Regions from separate parts of the Mus musculus genome. Here all the other regions are linked to region 3. The links are chromatin contacts, called in public HiChIP or PLAC-seq and promoter capture Hi-C maps. All regions are on one chromosome and are shown on one strand. Each heading gives the region's core, a stretch centred on a gene start, on an enhancer-like site or on the middle of the called end of the contact. The rest is flanking DNA. Distances are from core to core; before and after follow the strand shown.

Region 1 (4,557 bases), core at 473-2,972, 93 kb before region 3:
AACTTTGGTCCAGTGGCCCTCAGTACTGTTGGACCACAGCTGGGGGCCTAAAGGAGGATAGATACAGCATAGTTGGGTAGACCAGTAAGACAGACTTGGAGAAGTAGGCTACTTTTGGGGGGCAGGTCATGATTGAGGGTAAAAAGAATAAAAATGGTGGTGTTTATTTACCCAGCTATGCACTAAGCACCAGTTTGACTTTCTACTTGTGTGTGTTTGTGTGTTGTACCTGGGGAATGAGACCAGAAGTCCTGTTTTCCTTGGGTTCTTTGTGTTGGAGACAATTATAAGGTAAGATGTCAGAACAGCGCCCCCCACCTTTGTTTGTTTGTTGGTTGGTTTGGGTTTTTTGTTTGTTTGTTTGTTTTTGAGACAGGTTTCTCTGAGTAGTCCTGGCTCTTCTGGGACTCACTCTGTAGACCACACTGTCCCAGAACTCAAGAGATCTGCCTGCCTCTCCTCCCTCCCTCCTTCTTGACGGTCTTCTCTATCCCTTGGTCTCACACATGAAACTATCTATGACTTTGAAAGGCTAAGATGTTGCCTGTTTTCTCCTAGTTGGTTATCAGAAGCAGAATACAGATCCCAAAGTCTCTTGTGAGCTCTTCAGAAAGATACGGGATCATTTGCCTTTTATAAGTATTTCCTACTAGGTTTGAAAGTAATGTTTATCTGGAAACTATTTAGAAGTTACTGGAATACTTAAAGGAGAAACAAAAAATTATTTCAGCCTGCCTCTGTGGCACACACACCTTTAGACCCAGCACTTGAGAAGCAGAAACAGGCAGTTCTCAGTGAGTTTGAGGCCAGCCTGGACAACATAATAAGACTCTGTCTCAAAAACAAACTGAAAACCTTAGTAGTAATATTGAGTAATATCGTTCCCTTTTCTCCTACGCATACATGCATACATATCATCCACAAAAATTTATTGTAAAGGTTGGTGTTTACATTTTCATTTAACATGGAGTAACATTTCCTCGCGCCATTAGTTTTTGTAAACCGATTTTTAATCACTAGTGCTCCTTCACATGAGTGAGCCACAGTTTATCTAAGCTTCTATGATTGCTTCTCTAGTTTCCAGCTTTTTCCAATGATAAATAAGCAAGGGAACATTTTGCGTAAATATTTAGCCTCATTATTTCCTGAAGACAGACAGGAGGAAATGCCGGGCAAATGCAATGCGTTTTGTGAAGCTGTCTGATAGGTGCTGTCACATTGTTTCCCAAAATGGTTCTACCTGGCCAGCACCCTCACCAAGGCTGTCAGCCGTGCCAGCCTAGCTACATTTCGAAAACACAGACGCTCGCTCGCACAGGTAGTTGTGTCCAGCTCGCTGCAGCGGGAGGGAGCCTCGAGGGGACGCCGGTCAGGAGACTCTGGCGACGAACCCAGCGGGACACAACGGGCCGGAGGGTCGGGGCTGGGGGAAGGAAGGAGGACGGGCGCCGGCGCGGCCACTCCGCGGAGGGAGGAGGGAGACTGTCGGTCGGCGGACCCGGCCTCCCCCGCTTTCGGCTCAGCTCCGCACGGGTGCGCGAGGTTGGCCGAGGCGAGAGCCTCCGCCCCTTTAACAGGGACCCTCCCCTTTAAGGCGGGCGCACGCGCGCACCCGGCCCCGCCCTTCGGGGGCGCGCGCGGCGGCGGCCGCACCGGCTCCCGGGAGCTCACGTGCCGGCGCGGAGCGAAGGAGCCGGGCGCGCGCGGGCGGGCGGGAGGAGGGAGGGAGGGAGGGAGAGAGGCGCCGGGGGCGCGCGCGCGCGCTGGGCGCTGCTGGGCTGCGGCGGCGGTTACTATGGCGGAGTCGGCCGGAGCCTCCTCCTTCTTCCCCCTTGTTGTCCTCCTGCTCGCCGGCAGCGGCGGGTCCGGGCCCCGGGGGATCCAGGGTGAGTCCGGGGCGGGGATGGGGGGGGGGGGCGCGGGATACAGACGGCCAGGCGAGGCCTCGCGCTCGCCGTGGGGCTCGGGCGCGCCCCCTCCCCAGCCGCGCAATATGGCCGGGCGGGGGGCGCGGAGGGCCGGGGTGGCGCTGGGTCAGCCTTGGGGACCCGCGCGCTCTTCCAGACGGAGCCCGACCGGGGCGCCCAGGGGGTCGCGCCTCCTGCACCCTCCGCTCCCACCCCAGGCTTCCTCGAGATGTGGAGGTCCCTGGCTCCTGCCCTTCAGCGCGTCCGTGCGAGGGGGGTTATTCCCTGCCAGCAGATGCTCCTGGGGGCGCCTTTTCTCCCGCCAAGATTGTGGGGTTCGACGATGGGGGGCTTGTTTCTCCGATGTGTTCTGTTGCCGAGAGCCTATGCGTACCCTAGGCTAGGAGGGTAGGGGTCTCTAAGCCTCCCTTCATCATGGGGTGCCCCTACCCTCTTTCCCCTGCCACCCTGATGGTCTAGGCACCGGAGTCACATTCCCCCTTCTTTCGCTCAGCTCCTTGGGTTCTGCAGGGCACCCCCCTCCCACCCACCTCGGATATCCATGCCTGTAGACGCTGTTTGGAGGAAATGGGGCGAGCAGGCCCCTAAACCTTTTTGGAGATTGGCCTCAGAGCCATTCCAACCCTGTGAAAACCTAGTTCCCCAGCTGTTAATCTGAATCTAGGTGTATGTGTGTTTGCATGCCTCCTCACCTCCCCCACCCCGCCCCAGGGGGCCCATTCAGTTAATCACTCCGAGGATGCTTTTCAGGTGAGATCCTGAAAACTGCTTCCAACCCCCCCACCCCCAATTATTTAAAGACCCCCACGGTTGGACCGTCTCCCTGGCCCTTGGTCAGTACTTTTGCCTTGACACACAGTCCCTCCTCCCGGCACCCACCCTCCACACACACCCCTTACCTTCCAGCCTTAAGGGCCTTGTGTGGCCAGGCCCACCCCCACCTTTCCCAGTACAGAGGTGGAGACGTTTCTGTGGGACACTACACCGGCTGTGTTGTTTATGAGGCTTGTGAGGCTGGGAAGAGCCGGTGAAACCCTAAAATATTTCATCTGGTAGTATTCTCAAATGTGCTTTGGCATTGGGGTTACAGAAGAAGGTTATATTTGGCAGTTGCATCGAAGTGATTATTGACCCACAGATGGATATGGTGAGACAATTAGGGGTTGTATTTGCTGCTCCCATTGTACAAAGCCTTCTGCTTTGGCTTCTCAGCCGCCCCCAACCTTCCAGCAATGGAAGTTCGTGTGTGTGTGTGTGTGTGTGTGTGTGTGTGTGTGTGTCTGTCTGTCTGTCTGTCTGTCTGTCTGTCTGTGGCTCTAATCTGCACGCGCACACACACACACACACACACACACACACACACGAGATGCTCAGGTGGGTCTTGGTTTAGTAACGCAGACCCTCAGTAGAAGACACCATGCTACTTTGGAGTCTCAAAACCAAGTTCACTATCCCCGTCTTTGATGTGTTCTTCCAGAGTGGCGGGGCTTGTGCGTCGGCGGCGGGGTCTTTGTTCACTGGCTAGTGCTTCTGCTAGGCACTGTGCTGAGTTCCCTGTGTTGCTGCTGCTCTGTCACAGGTAACTGAGCGGCGGCGGCAGAGACTGGTAAACCCCGCCGAAGGTGGATGAACAGCCTTACATTTGTGGGGAGAGAGTGATTTTCATAAATAAGAATGTTCTCTGGGGCTTGTGGGCCATGTTTCGAGATCTGTGACAGTGCTGTTTCCCTAGTAGGGTGGTAAAAATAAGGACATTCCGTCTTCAGGTTTGTCGTGTTATGTGTGTATAAATAAATCTCTAAGTCCCTCCAGTGAAATTCATATCCTGCCTCTAGCATCTCCAAGATTTTGAAACAGTCAGTTCCCTGCTGATTTGGTGTCTGTCTGTGGGCTTGCCTTGTTGCTAGCATAGTTAAGAATGTTTAATTGGTAAGCCAACTGGTTCTGAACACGGTTTGTTTTTGTATCCTCCCCAAACTGGATGCTTGTTGGGGTGGCAGTGGGTGGGTATAACCGGGAGTTGGGCTCTTTTTTTGGTAAATGGGATATTTGGTTGTGTGTCCAGCAAACATTCTCCAAGGCCTTCAAACTTCTTGGCCAGACACTGCAGTTTTTTCCGGGATACATCTAGTTGCCAATAGTGCATGCTACAGAGACCACTGTTGCAAAAGGCTTAAAGTCAGACGTCACTTCTGGGAAAGTAGAGGCTGGGATAACAAGAAGTTGATTTTTTTTTTCCCCTCCCCTGCATTTCCTATACAGAGCTCCTGTGGGCTGGAGAAGTGACAGACCAAGGCAGTTCTCAGGCCTGGTATGTGAGCACCATGTGAGGGCAGCAAGAGATAGGTGTCTACTAATTCATCAAAACTGGGGCTTAGTAAAAAGCCAGGACAAGGATTTTTACCCTGGAAACAGCATCCACTGGGTAGATGGTGTGTTTTAAGACCTGTCTTAGGAATCTTAACTAGTGTTATAAAATGTAAAATTAAGTTAGTAGCAGGAGAACATGACATTCATGTTTTAAAGACAATCGCAGCAAGAGAGGCATCTGAGGTTCTGATAGGAACATTTTGCATTTCTATGAACAGCTTCATTGAGTGGGTTTGGACTTGAGGTGGGGGGGGGGGGA
Region 2 (4,768 bases), core at 85-2,584, 100 kb after region 3:
AGACTCAGAAACCAAGAGGCAGATAAGGACTGGCCAGGGTTCCCTGTTCTGCGCAAAGTCATGAGATGTCTTTCTTTACAGTTAAGGGGATTTGAGGTGAACCTGTGAGGTGCCCTGTGGTGCCTAGCACACCAGTGTGTAGTTCAGTCAGTGCGGCTCTGACACAGGAGGAAGCAGGGCTGGGAGGATTGTTCACAGAGGCTTCTTGGAGTGGTTGAGTGGGCACAGGCTTGGAAGGTAGACAGGACTTCCTGAAGCCCTAGGCTAGCTGCAGGCAGTGAGTCTAGGAAGTGTGGGGGCCATGTTGTTAGGGGCCTGTTCCTTCCACCTAGGTGAGTGCAAAGCAGGCCAACTGTTGGCTGCTGGCTGGATTCTGACACAGTCCTCTACATTCCTTTCTCCTGACAAGCCAAAGTTGCGTCTTTACTCATACAAACTCCATGGCAGCCTCCTTCTGCCCCCGCTCCCACCCCCACCCCTTTGGACCTGCCAGAACAGTGGCTCTACGGATGAATGGGGAAAGCCAGCAGGGTGGGAGGGAGATGCTGGTACAGAGGCTTGGGGTTTTGAGGGCATCTTAGCAGTATCTCCCATCCACCCACCTGGGCAGAAGTCAGCAGGCCACACCTCCATAGGCCATCCCGAGAAGCACCCCTTGACTGTTACAGGGGTACACGGAGCCCTCCCATCCCCAGCCAGGTAGTGCACCCTTATCCAGTACCCCGCAGAGTCACCCTGAAGTTCCTTTCACCCCAGACACCAGGATGTATCAGGTTTCCCTAACCCATCTCTGCAGGTTTAGCCATGCTGCATCCCCATTGGCTGGGATCAGGGGCGGGGCATGACCGATGCTCAGGGAACCACCAGCCAGGTCACCTGGAAAGCCTGGGGCCCTTCTGTTTTGGTGCCCTCTCCCACTTAGCTCACCTTGCCAATCAGGGAGGCAAATTTATCATTGAGAGCCTTCATCTCCTCCTTTTCTTGATTCTTCTGCTGTTGAACAGCTGGATCCACCTTGAGGTCCAGAGGCACCAGCAGGCTGGGGTTCACAGTCACCTTGGGGATGGTGCCAGCTGGCCTGCAGCTTGTGAGGCTTCGAGAGCTGAAGCCAGGCCCAGGGAGCCCACAGCTGCCCCATCCTGAGGTCCCAGGCTGGGGACTGCCCGCAGGGGTCATCTCACAGCCGCTGAGGCTGCTGAAGCCAACGACGCAGGAGCGGTAGGCCATGGTGGCCCCCCTGGGCCTGGGAGCCGGAGGGCTCACCAGTGAGCTAGGGAGATTTGGAGTTGGTGGCTGGCAGCCGCCTCCTGTCACATCCAGGGCCGGCTGGGGACTGAGGCGAAAACACCTGTTGCATAGTGTTCATTAGCTACAGGAGGGCGGGACTCCTCCAAGCCAGACCAACCTGTTAGTTAGATGATGTGGCTCCCGCCCTCCCCGTACCACAGCTTTCTGTCTGCCCTACAGGGGCTCTGCCTTGTTGAAGGGGCTTGTCACAGTCCCCTGCAAGAGGGGCCTGACTGAGGAGGGGGCCTGCGGCCGGGCTGGCTGGGTGGGGCAGGGTGGGGCCGGGTGGTCAGTGCCAAGAAGGCGAAGTTCTGAAGGAAGGAGCAGGGAGAAAGGCGGGCAGCCAGCCACAGATCACGCTGCATACCGAAAGGCTGACGTATCTGGGCTCGCATACTTCTGGAAAAGATGAAGCAAGTGTAGCCCTGAGCTCCAAGGGTGATGACTGCCCTGGGCGCCATGCCAGGCTGTTGTTGGAAAACAGCCCCCTTATTATTTATCTTATCCATCTGTCAGTGTCCCCTGCTAATTTCCCATTCCCTCTTGCCCTCTCTCCCTTACTGAGGACCAGCCGAGTGCACCCCACTGACTCAAGGCCTGCAGGAAGCACATGACCGAGGCCTAGAGCTCTTGGTTTTTGAAACGTGACGTGACATTGGGTTGCGTGCGGAGTCAGCTTGGTTGTTCCCACTGGTAGAAAACCTCAATTATGTGGCTGTATTTTACCCTCATCTGAAAAATGGGCTTAAGATTTCAGTCACAAGCAGAGTAGAGGACCCACTCCAAACAGCTGGCCTGGGTTCAGAGTCCTCTCCCCCCCCCCCCCCCCCCCCCCCGCTCCAGGGGCCAAGAGGGTCTCTGATTGGCTGTAGTTCTGCCTCCAGGTGTCCAGCTCCTTGCCCTGCCTTCTCCTTCACTCTTCTTCCCGTTCCTCCTCCATGGCTACCCGTACAGCTTCTACCTTCTTCATGGAAAATCTGGTACGGAAACAGGCATCAAGGTGCCCAAGGAATTTCTGGAAACTACAAAGGTTCTCAGCCCAGTGCTCAGCCAGGGCCTGCTCTTCCTTATCCAGAGATGGCCTCTTCTTACCCACCCTGCTAGGTCCAGCATAATCTCCCTGAGCTCAGAGAAGGGTGTGTCTGTAAAAACCAAGGGGACTCGGCCTTTGAGGGGACCGAGGCAGTCACACATTTTAACCAGGCATGATGGTTGAGCCACATGACCTACACCTGCCTGGGGTCCAGGCCTGGTTCCCATGAATGGGCACTTCTGGTTCACTTGGATACAGAATTCTGCATCAGGAGTCTGTCTGGATCCTGGATTCCAGGATCTACCGTGGGTAATTGGGTTCCCAGGACAATGTATGCCCTACTTCTGTGGCATGCTATATGTACCCCACTCAGCAGCCTGGTGTGTCTGGTATGGCCGCCCCAACCTCCCACCGTCTTCTTCTGGTATCTGAATGGCATGCTGTCAGATCTAGTGGCATACCCTTCCTGGTCAGCCCAGAGTGCTCTGAGGGGGCAGCCAGTGGCATCTGCGCTTGGTACGGCCTGAGTGTTCTCTCTGTCCTTACCATTGCCTCCATTTAAGGCATATGCCAAATGAATTCACTGTCCTCAGTACAGAGGGTGGGGTGGCGTGCCTGGTCTCAGGGCACTGGTTGTTTATGGTGACTTTGGAAGCCACCGGAAGGGCGGGGGACCAAGAACGAAGCTGGTTTTGTCTCCTTATTGTTTGCTTTGGTCAGGTCGGTTCCTCTTAACGCTCAGTTCAGCCTGTCACGTCCCACTGAATTTGACAGGTTCTTGGTAAGTCACAGTCAGTGGTCACTCCCAGCCGACATGGAGGCCTTTGTCTCTGGGGGCTTTCCTTAGGGATGCTCTTGACTCCCTAGAAGAATGGCTACTGGGTGGGACATGGGAGCTATCTGTTGCCACCCCCCCCCCCCCGGCTCCGAGCTCTCTTTGGGTGCTGAGGTGACTTTGACTGCCACGGCTGTGATTGCCAAACAGGAACAGCAGAAAAAAAAAAGCCCCAAATAAACAAACTCTACAGCTCTGCCCCACCTACTTCTTGGTCCTTCCTGAGGAAGTCCTCCCATGACCCCTAACCTCCTCTGGCTCTACTTCCCTCTCCTTGGCATCCCTGAGACCCATTTGAACAGGTTGTCTCTGACCAGAGGCTTTCCCTCTCAGACTGGAAGGGCATCTACTTTTGCTGAGCTCAGATAGGATCCTCTCCAGGTCTTGTTAGGACCCAGGGCCCCAGGGACTGAGTGCCTATCAAATCAAAGTCTGTGGTAGTAAGGGTAGCAAGAGATAAGGAATGTTGAGTTTCACTGGAGACTTCCCAGGTGCTTCCTGGATATGCTCCAGGCATGCTTGGGTCTGGGCAATGCCAGCTGGCAAGGATATGAGGATCTTTGTGGCTGTCTGGGACTCTGGAGATCTCCTTTATCACTTCCAGTGACCTCTGACCTGTCTCCCTTACTCTTCTCTGCTTCTCTTCCACGATTTCCTGTTGTTCTCTCTGCTCTTCCCTGACCTGTCCCTCATGGTTAGGGAGGAGAGGCGTCTGGCTGGATGGTCTTATAGGAATGGCATTCATGTCTATGTCATAGTTTCAGTGTCTCTTTTCTGTCTTGCTCTCCTTGGGACGGCCCTGGCAGCCTCTCCCTGTAAGAGAGCGGAAAGTGCTTGCTTCGTGAACATCGGTAGGAGTACTGGCCAGCCTTTGAGCCAGCATCAGTGAATCAGGGGAACATGGGAAGAAAGAGTGTCTCGGAACTGCTTCAGGCCTCCACAGACCTGCTCATGTTCTTCCTTCATCTTGGTTCCTTTCAAATGTATTCCTGTGTTGTCCATGACAGAGGACTCTGCCTGCTCAGTGCCTATTCTCTTCCTCGGGGGTCTTCCCTGGAGGTAGGGCTAAGCTGAGGCTCTAGGGGAGGCAGGGATGGGGGAGTGTAGCTCTCTAGCCTCTGAGCATCCTGAGGATTCCAGAGTGGGGAGCAGAGGATGGCTTTGGGGAGGATGCAGGGTTTGTAGAAAGGGCGGAGAGATGAGGCCCATTCCGTGTGCCAGGCAAGCTTTGTACACCCTTGGCAGAGGCACCAGCTCAGGTAAAGAGCTCTGAAATACCTTCCAGGAGGGGCCCCAGGAAGAGGAAGAGCTGTAGGGGTGGAGCAGAGGAAGGGTGCTGCTCTAAGTACAAGCTGGGCGGTGCAGATCTGTGTGGGATGGTGACCGTGGTGACAGGAGCTGGCATCACTCGAATGTCACAGGTACTGTGGAGAGCAGAGGAATCCTGATTTCCTAGGAGCCCAGAGGCTGCAATCTATGCATTTCACTACTGGGTCAAAGTCCTCCTACGGTGGCTGCCTGCGTACTTCCTCCATTTCCCAGCTCCTCGGTTTCTTTCCTGTGGCAGTCCACCCTCTGTAGCCACACCTGGACAGTGGCGTGCGGCCACGTCA
Region 3 (4,223 bases), core at 1,386-3,885:
CACCCCCTACCGCAGTGAGCAGTTGAACCTGGTTTGAGTCTTAAGAGCAGGACTTGGTGGTCCACTGAGAGGCTTCTGCCCAGGCTGGGACCAGGTTGGCTCCAGGTCTCCCAAAGCCTGCGTCAATTATCTACCTGCTTCCATCCTGCAGAGTCCTGGGCTAGTGTTGTTGGGCAGCCTCTGGCCTGCAAGGATGAAGTGTGGGATGCCCCCAAGTCCTTTATGCCTTTCTTCTGTCTGTGCTAGGGTTCATGCTCCACATTGGTGGCCCTAGCTATGTTCCCACAGAGGGACTCTTTCTCTGCCTCACACTTCCCCAGCAGCAGCTGCTGTTCCTTGTCCCCCTCTAGCCTTGAGGCAGCAAGAACCTTTGTAGTGTGTAGTGGCTCAAGGAGGTTGGCCTGGGTGAGAGTGTGCTCTTGGGCTGTCCTCTGCTGCTTACCCTTTAGCTTCTCCCTCAGGAGAAGTGGTCTGTGCTACTTTTTTGTGAAGGCAGAATGGTGGGGAAAGTGGATAATGCTAGAACTCAGGATGGCACACCCTGGTGAAGACAGGACCTGCACCTGCTTCTGCTGGAGGGAGGGACCGTCCTGGCTTGTCTTGCTGGCATATTTAAACACATCTTGGGAGTAGAGGGGAGGTGGGGGGCTGGGTGGAGAGATAAAATGGGGAGCCAGATATGACATAACCAGAGCTAAGGTTATTTGTCCTTTAGAGCAAAGGCATCCATTCTCATAGAACCCCTGGGTCCTGTCTTCAAGTGTGTGTGTGGGGCATAAATGATAGTAGTGGCTTCCATATTTAAACAAGGGCCCAAGTAAACTTTTGTGCAAGGGCCCAAGGAAAGAAAGATCCAACTATGGATGATGTGGGGGTGGGAGGGTCCAGGATGGCTCCAGTGGACATCATCCTGTCCACACTTCTTCTCCTAGGTGGCTTTTTGTCCTTTGGAAGGTGGCTTGGTAAAGTCCAGAGCTATGGACTCAGCCGCAACGAGACTACACGTTAGCCTGGGGGGGGGGTTGCTGGTAACTTCTGAACATATCACCGAATGACATCAGCAGTGTATGAAAACTGTTCCGTATGCAGGGGACAGTGATTAAAAAGAAATAGCAGGCTGGTTGGGGGGGGGGGTCTTTTGTGGTGATGGGATGGACTCCAGGTTACAAATGCTAGGCAAGCAAGAACTCTACCACTGAGCTACGCCCTTAGCCCATTTTTAAAAACCGGTTATGGCCAGAATAGGCCGTCATTGGATAGTCTCGGTTAGTCTGCTGCACTGGTGGGCTGGCAGCAGAAATCGGGAACCAGGGGGTGGGGTCAAGGATGGGATAGAGATACTGCAAAGAGAATCCCTAGTAGGGAAAGCTAACCACTGAATCTTTTCTCCATACCCCTTCCTTTCTCTTACCTGACTACAAATGAGGTTTCCTTTAGCTTAGACTGGGATGGAGATGTGACCTGCAGGGTGACAGCTCCAGGTGGCTGCAGCCTGGTCTGCACTTTGAGTACAGCCCTGGCCAGACCCTTCCCTGCAAGCAGTAACTGGTTACAGCTGCTCTCTTCACTGCTGGAGCAGGTAGTGGGGAGGCAGGTGGGTCCCCATCAGGGACTGGGACCAGGGAATTGACAGAAGAGTGTGAAAAGGAGATGGAGTTCGATGGCCCTGGGTTCAAGACCCCATTGTGCTACTACCTAGCTTAGTGACCTTGAACAAGTACCATTATGTCTCTGAATCTATTTATAAAATGGGGAAGAGTTGGCAAGAGTTTGGAAAGATTTCTCAGGCTCCACCCGGTTCTGAAATTCGGCAATTTCTCAACTAGGGTGCATCCATCCTGCGAGGGGTTAAGAGGCCATCGCTGAGAAACCAGCATCGGTGTGGAGCCGAGCCCGTTGACCCAGCCTGGCAAAGCTATGCCCTTTGGGAAGGAACCTTGAAGGCCAGAGTGCCTGTCCTCAGTCCTGGGGCTAGAGACCCTGCACATTGCCAAGGCTGAGGCACGGGCCCAGCCCACCTCCTATCTTCTGGGTGTGTCCCAGAATGGCTTGCCTCAGCCCTGAACTGCCCTGGCTGCTCAGAATGGCAGAGAGTGATACCCTAGGTGTCCAGGACAGACTGGGAAAGGGACAAAAGCGGAGCAGGGCCTGGGGTAGGGGTGGGCAGGAGGGAGAGGGAGCTGTTGGCACCAGGAGCAGCTGGAGGGGAGGAGATCCTGTTCTGGGGAAGCCCTGCGGGCACGGATTTACAACACCCCCTCCTCCTGGTCGGTTATTTCGGACCCCGGGACCCGATCCCGGGTCCGGCTTGGTGAGCCTAGTGGGTCTGGAAGCTACTATATTTAGCCGGCGCAGCGGGCGAGAGGAAAACTATTTATAGATCAAACAATCCGCGCTCCCTGCGTCAATGGAACCCCGCGTGCGTCACGCGCGCAGACATTCCAGGCCCCCCCTCTTCGCCCCGCCCCCTCGGGCTCCCCGTCCCCGCGCCTCCTCCTGGCCGCCTCCCGCCGGAACCGCGCCGCCCCCCGCGCCCTTGTATGGCCAAAGCTCGCCGGGCCGTGTGCGTCAGTGGCGCCCCCGCCCCTCTCCATGCGTCACGGAGCGCTTAAGATGTGGGTCGGGCTCGCCAGGGGAGCCCCAGTGCAGGAGGCTGCGAAAGTTGGGGGAGTGTGCTAGAAGGACTGCGGAGCGGAGCGCACGCGGGACCAGGCTGCGACTGGGTCGCTGGTCCCGGCCACAGGGAGTGGGAGCCGGCTGGGTAGGTACCCCGCAGGGAGCGTGTTTCTGTTTCTAGGGACAGTGCATGAAAGAGATGGGGTGTACGCGCGGGCGAAAAGGAAGGGTGTTTTCGGGTCGGCTTACGAGGAGGGGTGTGTAGGGTGCATTTTTGGTATTAAAGGATAGCTCTTGGAGTAGGGTGAGCCAGGGCTTGAAGTTTAGGAAGCGGGCGAAGGGTCTGCAAGGTGCTTGGTTTTGGTAGGTAGTGGGCGCTTGTTTAGGAGGTTTCCCCGCTAGGATCTCCAGTGTGAGGCACTCTGTACTCTGGGTTTGGGTGTTGATTGCCGGGTAGGGGGTTGTCTGAGCATGGACTGGGAAAAGGTACTCAGAGCTTCGGCGTTGCTGGGATCCATCCAAGTACAAGTAAGATTGGATTTCCACGGGTCTCCTTCCCGGGCTCTCAGCCCCCTTTCCCAGTGTTTACTTAATACTTCATAGGCTGTACTTAGATTTTCTGATTCCCTTACCGAACTTTCTTTCTGAACCGTGCTGGAAGACCTGGGGGTTGCTGAAGGAAATGGCTAGCTAGGTTGGCTGGGTAATGGTTGTGTTAGACTAAGTTGTCAGAGTATCTAGAAACCTAGGAGCTGTAGCCTGGTGCAGCTACTGAAAGCCGCACGTGGAGCCTGGGTGGAAGTTGCTCACGATAGAGTCTCGATGTAGTACTGACTAGGGGGGAGACCCCTTCTGTCATCAGACAGACTTGTATACCCCAGTGGTCTTTTGAGTCTGTTAGGTAGGGTGCAGCCTGCGGGCTTGGTCACCTAACAGGTGTTGCCAGGACCTGCCCCAAGCCGGATTCTCCCACTCCCTCTTTCAACCCCGCCTCTTCCTCCTCCTTGAGACACCCCCACCCCCTCAGGAGGCTAGATGCAGATCTGTATCTTGTGTTGCGGACTATCGGCCTGAAGCTGGGTAGATTGGTGGGGGTTGATCCGGATGTAGGATGTCCAAGTGGAGAAACAGGATTTGAATGGAGCTGGAACAAACGCCCAGTCCTGACTGGCTGCCACCCTTCTTCCTCCACCCCCAACCCATCCCTTCCCAGGCTTCTTGCAAACAGAGGCAGAAGTGGCCATATTTCTTTCTTTCTCCCAGGTGCTGTATGCCCTAGGGACTTGACACGGGGCAGGCGGGGTGGGAACTGGTTGGGGGGGGGGTGCTGTTTTATGGGAAGTCGTATGCCTAGCCAGCGGTGGAGCTGTCCTGGCTAGGCACCCAGGGGTGGTGTGGGGAATGGGAGAAATACTGGGACTAGAGGGTCTCAAGGGCCAGCAGGTGGTGATAGTCTTTTTCTCCACCCCACCCTCTGCTCCAGCACCCTCTGCCTCAGCACCCTCTGCCTCAGCACCCTCTGCCTCAGCACCCTCTGCCTCAGCACCCTCTGCCTCAGCACCCTCTGCCTCAGCACCCTCTGCCCCAGCACCCTCTGCCCCAGCACC

What was found. HiChIP or PLAC-seq counts read pairs in DNA pulled down with a chosen protein or histone mark. Capture Hi-C pulls out chosen DNA fragments and counts their contacts.
Region 1: a contact with region 3 is called in a promoter capture Hi-C map of pancreatic islet. The contact joins the promoter of Acvr1b here to the promoter of Nr4a1 in region 3. A contact is called at or near these places in 1 of 15 datasets of contacts at CTCF or cohesin (the NIH/3T3 cell line), 1 of 484 Hi-C or Micro-C datasets (embryonic stem cells), 6 of 115 datasets of contacts at active chromatin or transcription factors (embryonic stem cells, memory CD8 T cells, microglia and 1 more) and 2 of 9 other capture datasets (adipose tissue and pancreatic islet).
Region 2: a contact with region 3 is called in an HNF4G HiChIP or PLAC-seq map of pancreatic cancer cells. The contact joins the promoter of Krt80 here to the promoter of Nr4a1 in region 3. A contact is called at or near these places in 1 of 484 Hi-C or Micro-C datasets (muscle stem cells) and 1 of 115 datasets of contacts at active chromatin or transcription factors (pancreatic cancer cells).

Annotation. Positions count from the first base shown.
Region 1 is chr15:101,172,350-101,176,906 of GRCm38.p6, forward strand. It overlaps Acvr1b (activin A receptor, type 1B), which reads left to right and starts at 1,723. Exons shown (of 9, transcript NM_007395.4): 1 at 1,723-1,886. The coding sequence starts at 1,796.
Region 2 is chr15:101,368,828-101,373,595 of GRCm38.p6, forward strand. Krt80 (keratin 80) reads right to left here and starts at 1,335. Exons shown (of 9, transcript NM_028770.3): 1 at 928-1,335. The coding sequence starts at 1,227. The region is part of intron 1 of Gm35853 (a long non-coding RNA gene); the gene reads left to right. It overlaps Mir1941 (microRNA 1941), which reads left to right and starts at 525; the gene lies at 525-607.
Region 3 is chr15:101,264,211-101,268,433 of GRCm38.p6, forward strand. It overlaps Nr4a1 (nuclear receptor subfamily 4, group A, member 1), which reads left to right and starts at 2,636. Exons shown (of 7, transcript NM_010444.2): 1 at 2,636-2,761.